Regions from separate parts of the Hordeum vulgare genome. Here region 1 is linked to region 2. Evidence: chromatin contacts called from public Hi-C data. All regions are on one chromosome and are shown on one strand. The core of a region is the stretch at or near the end of the contact, and the rest is flanking DNA. Distances in the headings are between cores, read along the strand shown. Region 1 has its middle 280 kb from the start of LOC123448676. Region 2 has its middle 440 kb from the start of LOC123448676.

Region 1 (3,618 bases), core at 704-3,203, 160 kb before region 2:
TAGCTCTAGTGCAGAGGGACGGGACTTCCACGGAAGTCAAGTCTTTCACCTCTGAGGACCTGGAACGGGCCCTTGCCAAGCAAAAAGAGGAGCATGATGCTTCTCTTGAGTCCCTACAGGTCCATCTCGATCCTTTTCAACCGTGGACACGACTATTCGAATAGTTAATTTTCATCCCTGCAGCGGTGGACCACAGCACCCAACACGCTTGATAAACTCTGGCCAAACACACTTTCCCAGGCCATACCCGGCCTCGGAACATCAACATGTCGCAGCCCTACGTAGGCACAAAAGAGAGGTCAACCCGCCGGTCTAAATCTTAAGCGTGCAGGGGCCATGGGCCCGTCACCCTTTGCGCTCCTGCACGATGCATGGGAGGCCGATGTCATTCCTGGCACCTCTTATACAAGAACGATGCTTATCCGGACCACTCGGGCGCGCGCCGCTCCATTGCTGACGTCTGAAGAGCTTCGGCTGATACCACGACGTCGAGTACCCATAACTTCTCCCATGTGAAGGTTAGTGTGAAAAGGTCTCCCGACCAACTCAGATCAAATAACCAAATACCTTTTAGAATTTTAATTAACACTGCAGCGACGATTAGCAATCCATTATATGTGGTCCCGTCACACCGTCTCGAGGATGTGTGGCAAGGGCCTAGAATGCCCGGCCCCGCCTCGTCATATTCATGCGGGAATCCACCCGCAACACACCTCATCATATTCCCAGTAGCAAGGTCAAGTAACTATGTGGTTGTAACATGAGAGGGATCCGAGGCATCACCCTTGATGGATTCCGAACGATGTAACCATCAAGGTGGCCAGGAAGGAATCATCCTCGATGGACCACGCTTGATGATTTGTATGGCAGAGTCGTTATCGGAGGTGGTGAATGAGGAATCACCCTCCAAGAGACACCTCCGGTCAACTATACTACAACGCTAACATCAGAGTATGTAACGAGGTGTCACCCTCGGTACTGACTAGTATTCTGCAGCATCGTACAACTAAGGGGATGTGAGTGATGTGACGAGTCTTGGTCGTCGATCAGTAGATCAAGACCTGGTGGTAAAGCGACCCAACTAGACCAAGGGGTCAAAGGGGATCACTGTTCCACCTATACTAAACATTTAAAGTGCACTATTGTAAAGTAGAAGCTCATAAAAAATAGGCTATGCATCAGAATAGGATCTATCTACAAGAGTAGCAAAATATAATGCAAGCATGAGGGAGAAAGAATAGGCGATATAGGAATGATCAAGGGGATTTTGCTTGCCTGGAAGCTTTGCAAAAAAGGACGGGTCGTTGTCGACGTTGTCGTACTCGGGGTGAATAGGAGTCTCGGGGTCTATCGCAGCATCGAGGTCTACCAGAAAGAAGCAGTGGAGGGAAAACAAATAAATAACAGAGCAATTAAATGCAACATAAATGCAATGGCACGACACGATGTGTGGGTGACTTGCTCTAATGCATCCCTAAGCATTTTAAAAGAAGGGGGGGATATCCGACAATATTTTTCCGGCTCCAAATATTTTTCGGACAAATGATCCTAATACCAAATGTCCATGTTCACTATGTTAGAGGAGTGGGACTTGTATGTGGATATGATATTAAGATTCGTTATATTTTTCTGATTGTTTTATATATATAAATTATTTTCATCGGAGTTACGGTTTATTTTCTATTTTTTTCGAAGTTTTATAGATTTTTTAATTTTCTATTTTTGTTTTAAATCAGGTTGACCCAATCAATTTGGCTGGTCAAACAGAGGGGTGGCCCACATGTCACATACACCTATTTTATATGAGAATTATAAATAAACAAAGGAAAACGTTCTCCATCAGTTGGCTGATCCGCAAACAACATCAGCAGGGCGCGCTACCGTTGGATCGACCTCGATGCAGCAAGCGGCCCTCGCGGCCTTACCTCCTCACGAGTGTATCCTTATCCACTCCGCAACTAATGTATCCTTATCCACACAAATTCCTCATGGTTGCAGCGACCACTCCCTCCTCTCTCTGACCAATGAGCACCGCCAAATCTTGCTTCGCCCGCACCGAGCACATGGATTTGCAGTCCCTGGGAGCATCCTCCTCCTCTCCAGGCCCCTCTCCCAGCTCTGCCTCTGTCCCAGCTCCTCTCCATGCCCAGATCGGGCTAGGCTGAGCTTTTGTCGCTGCAATGCAACCTCGGGTTGCTGCGAGCTCGGCTCTCTCGCGCGGCCGCAAGAACAGCAGCTAGGGAGCCCGCTCCCGCGCGGCTACCGCGTCTCGGTTTTTGTCTCGAGCAGATCTGCAACTGAGTTTGTTCAACAAAGCGGTTATTTCTATAACTCGACCTTTGTTGCAAAAATTTCTTCCACAACAGTACCTATGTTGCAGAAAGACGAAGGAATTTTTTTTTGGTAACAAAGCGATTTTTTCTGGAACTCCATCGTTGTTTCAGGAATTGATGGGTCCAAAATTATTTTTGCAAAAAAGTGATTCTTTCTGTAACTCAACCATTGTTTCAAGAATTATTTGGGTGCTGGAAGGCAACGGAGCAGCATAGATCGGACGGCTACGCGCGTACATCGGACGGCCGTCGAGGCGGTGTATGTTTACTAAACATTCGTCGGTGGACGCATAACAACCGCCATAAACAAAAGGTCCAATGACATAGATTATAACTAAGCAAATAAGTAAGAACCAACCTAATTAAATCAGGCCCACATGTCATAAGTTACTAGACTAATCTAGCACTAATTAATGTTACCTAAACTTAGGTGGTGTTTCTTTACCTAGGGACTAGACTAAAAAGTCCCTTTTAGTCCCTAGGTAAAGAAACATGAGGGACTTTTTTTAAGGGACTTGAAAAAGTCTTTATTGGAGGAACTTTTTTCTTTAGTCCCTGGAAGTAAAAAAAATCTAGTTTCCTTGAAAAAAACACCACCGTAGTACTCCCTCTGTCCAGGTGTGTTGGGCACCAAAGAGAATTCTGAAATTTCAAAAGTATAAATCGCCTATGTAATTATAGGCGCATTAATCTTTGTAATTAACCCTTTTTTTAAAACGTTGGACCAACGCATGCAGTCCTCCTCTTCTTAAACTTAATCTCAATTAATTACTCTAGCATGGGGATTGGTTGCATGTTATAAATTTAAATTCATGAGTTAGCCAAACTATGCCATCTATTATTATTTGATTTATTGTAGCGTTTTGTAAAAGGAGATTTCGATGGTGATTGGCTTCCTTTATGGTTCGAATTATTTACCTAGTTCAATTTTCTTGCGCCTAGATGGCAGTGCTCCTCCTTAAATGTCCAACACACGTGGACGGAGGGAGTACTAATCTAAACAAGGGCTGGCCATTAGTGGGCAGAACACAACCGGCCACTCACAACACGTACTAATGCACATACACTACACACACACTCACGCTCATACACTACACACACACGCGACCATGGATACCCATGGGCTGCAGCTGCACGCAGTTGCAACAGCTATTAGCACCAGTAACTGCATCACATTATGCAGCAGTAGCATCCAGCTGCAAGGGGCAACAGCATGGAGCGGCAAGCAACTAACGCCAGCAGTAAGGGGAGTAGCGGCGGTGCGCGAGCAGTAGCAGTAGCGAGC
Region 2 (3,391 bases), core at 105-2,604:
TCAAGGTTGTATTAAATTCTAACTTGTCTAAATTTATAGTCTGTAAAAATTGCCAAACCATTTTTATAAACCATTATTTTTACCTCTTCTAGATTCAACCTGAAACTCCGTGTGATTTTTTTGATACTAGTACAAATGCCCGTGCATTGCAACGGGCTAGAAATATCATGATGTTTGTTTCTTTTTTGTTTTCGTGTCCTAGTAGCCAATGAGTACGAGTTTGTGAGGGACGCAAATAAAGTCAAATTCGACATTCAAAAGAATATGTAGTACCAACCGGCAACTGTGCATAGTTTTGGAGGTTTTTACCCGTCCATGAAGATCAACTAACACGTACACGAGATGGAGGTTTTTACCGGCCTGTGAAGATTTTAATTGCACCTTTTAAAAATATCGTATACTTTGTCCGACGTCGAGGAATGCATTCTTCTTTTGTGTGTGTTAACCGTGAAGTCATTGTCGTATAGATAACAACTTCTGTAATCCTTTGTTTAAGAAAGTAGAAAGCTAGTTTTAAGTAGTTTACCTTTTAATTTTATTTACTATATTTTTTGTTTAAATAAAAAAATGTACTCAGGTATCCCTAAACATCGTTTCAAATAAGCATGAGTAAGTTAATTAATGACGGTGCATGTGTGGCTAGTGTTATGTTTTTTATGAAAACAATTTAGGAAGCAAAGAAAAAAATGTTATGACATTATGAATCAGATTGTCAAAGGCTAGTGAACGGTAAATAAATGTCTAGCAAAAAAAGATTGTGTGCACACTAACACATCCTCCTGATGGATTCGGAGCTTTTTATGGGTTGTGGACACAAAAAGAAAAGAGACAACATGGTCTAGAAGAAGCGACACACCTCATTGTGCTTCTCCAGCGGACTCATAATTCCTCATAGCCTTATCTTGTTGCCTGCCACCGACGGGATCCCCACGGCCCTGCCCACTCCTCACCCAAAGCTGCACACACTTGCGGGATCCCCCCTCCATGCACCATCTGCAGACCCGCATCCAACGCGCCGCCTAATCTCTCTCGCTCCACCTCCGGCGGGTCGCCTTCATACCGCGCCATGGCGACGCCTCACCTCCTCCGGCCTTCTCTGCTCCCAGGCTGCCGGAGCGCCGCCGCCTCTCTCGCTCCACCTCCGGCAGGTCGCCGTCATACCGCGCCATGGCGACGCCTCGCCTCCTCCGGCGCTAGGAAGTCGCTGCCTCTCGTCCGGCCTTCTTTGCTCCCAGGCTGCCGGAGCGCCGCCGCCTCTCGCGCTCCACCTCCGGCTGGTCACCTTCATAACGCGCCATGACGACGCCTCGCCTGCTCCAGTGACAGCAAGTCGCTGCCTCGTCTGGCCTTCTCTGCTCCCAGGTTACCGGAGCGCCACCGTCGGGCATGTCCTCTACTGCATGACAACCCCTCCGCCGCCCCGTTCCAGACCAGATCCAGAGCGCCGGTGCGCTGCTGCTGGATCCCTCCTCATTCCCTCGCCCGAGATCCATATTTGCTCCTATTGTTTTTTTTGAGGAGGCTGATTGATATTACAGATAATCTTCATTTGTACATAAATTGATATGAATCAGTTGAAAGGAGCGATGTGGGACAACAATCGCGAGTCCGGCCGCCCAGCCGAAGTTGCCCCTCTTCCACCTTCTTTGCCCTGGATAGAACGAAGAAAGGAGCGCAGACGGAATTCTAAATACGCAGGGGTTATTTTGCAAAGTTGAAACGTTTTTTCAAATCCACTTATGTAGGGATAGCGCGTTGAATACTTGAAATCCTAGGAGCTTTTTCACAAAAAAGCCACGACGACGGACGACGAGAAATAGTATTCGCTTTTTTATTACTAGTAAGTCACCGTGGGATTGCCGGACTCTGAGCAACATCCCTACCCAATCGGTCCCCCTCTCATATATATATATATATACATATATATATATATGTCTCTAATAATAAAGCAAATACGGTTTCTGATTGTCCGTCTTGAAAATTATCCCTAAAGTTTGCATAAATTACCATCATGCCACCGGTAAGTAATAGAAAACGTTTCATAAAGCAAAAAATCTTAGACTGGGCCGGTCTATGTAAAAATGTCCTATATTACGTTCTGCATGCTGGGAGAATATCCAACACACCGTATGGCCGGCCCATGCACAAGCGGCTGCTTTTTTTCCATTTATTTATTTATTTCCAGTTCTGTTTTATTTTTTTATTTTATATAATTTAGAACTTCAAATAATCTTTAAAATTTTAATAAACTGAAAATTATAAATCAACACATTTCAAAAATTAAAATGTTTGTGACTTCGAAAACTGCTCGGAGTTTTGTAAAAAATACTCGCATATACAATAAAATGTTTGCAATTTTAGAAAAATATTTGTACAACATTTAATAATCCAATCCATCCAACAGTTAATTCTTTAAAATTCACACAGGTATATTGTCTCAAAGACTTTGAAGCATTAATGTTTAACTACATACATTAGATCTTTCGTCAACAATTTTACAAATATGGGAACGATTTTAAAATCGAAAACATTTTTTACAATTTACAAACATTTACTAAAAATCATGAATATTTTTTATATTTCGAACGGGTTTAAATATTTTCTTTTGAATTGGCCACCAATTCAAGAAAAGACGAACATAATTTTTGATGTTGGAGGATTTTATTTTAAATTCACAAACATTTTTTGAAATGCATGAAGTTTTTCGGAATAAACAAACATTTTTATAAATCAGTAATATATTCATTAAATTCATGGACATTGTTTTGGAATTTGCAAAAAAAATATAAAAATCCGGCGCTTTTTTTGAATCCTATTTTTAATTCAAAATAAATATTCGTCAGCATTTTAATCCAAATTCTTATTTTCGTAATTCTAAATTATTTAAATTATAAATAAACAAAAATGGAACGGAAAATTTTAAATAATAAAAAGAAACTAGCAAAACACGCATTAGTTATTTTTAAAATTTTAGGACATATTTTGAATTAGAAAGCATTTTGTTAAATGCATTTAATAGTTTTAATACATGAAATTGTACTTGAGATCATGGACTATTCTTATTGTACAAACATTTTTATAAAATTGAAAACATTTTATTGTATATGCGAGCATTTTTTACAAAACTCCGAACAATTTTTGAAGTCACAAACATTTTAATTTTTTAAATATGTTGATTTGTAATTTTCAGTTTATTAAAATTTTAAAGATTATTTAAAGTTCTAACTTATTTAAAATTAAAAAAATAAAACGGAACTGAAAACAAATAAATAAATAGAACTAAAAGCAGGCGCCTGTGCATGGGCCGGCCCATACGGTGTGCTGGATATGCTCCCAGCGTGCAGAGCGTAATATATGAGATTTTTACATGGGCCGACACAGTTTAAGATTT

The links. Hi-C and Micro-C count contacts between places; a contact is called where the count stands out from the background.
Region 1: a contact with region 2 is called in a Hi-C map of seedling, with 3 times the contacts expected there. The contact joins two enhancer-like sites. A contact is called at or near these places in 1 of 6 Hi-C or Micro-C datasets (seedling) and 1 of 1 datasets of contacts at active chromatin or transcription factors (embryo).

Annotation. Positions count from the first base shown.
Region 1 is chr4H:383,966,241-383,969,858 of MorexV3_pseudomolecules_assembly, reverse strand. No RefSeq gene overlaps it. Among protein-coding and RNA genes, the nearest start is that of LOC123448676, 280 kb to the left of the region's middle. Within about 2 kb of position 1,953, at least 3 of the 3 cell types and tissues checked have open chromatin away from gene starts, as enhancers often do. A contact at or near this core is called in seedling, where this site is marked.
Region 2 is chr4H:383,810,209-383,813,599 of MorexV3_pseudomolecules_assembly, reverse strand. No RefSeq gene overlaps it. Among protein-coding and RNA genes, the nearest start is that of LOC123448676, 440 kb to the left of the region's middle. Within about 2 kb of position 1,354, at least 3 of the 3 cell types and tissues checked have open chromatin away from gene starts, as enhancers often do. A contact at or near this core is called in seedling, where this site is marked.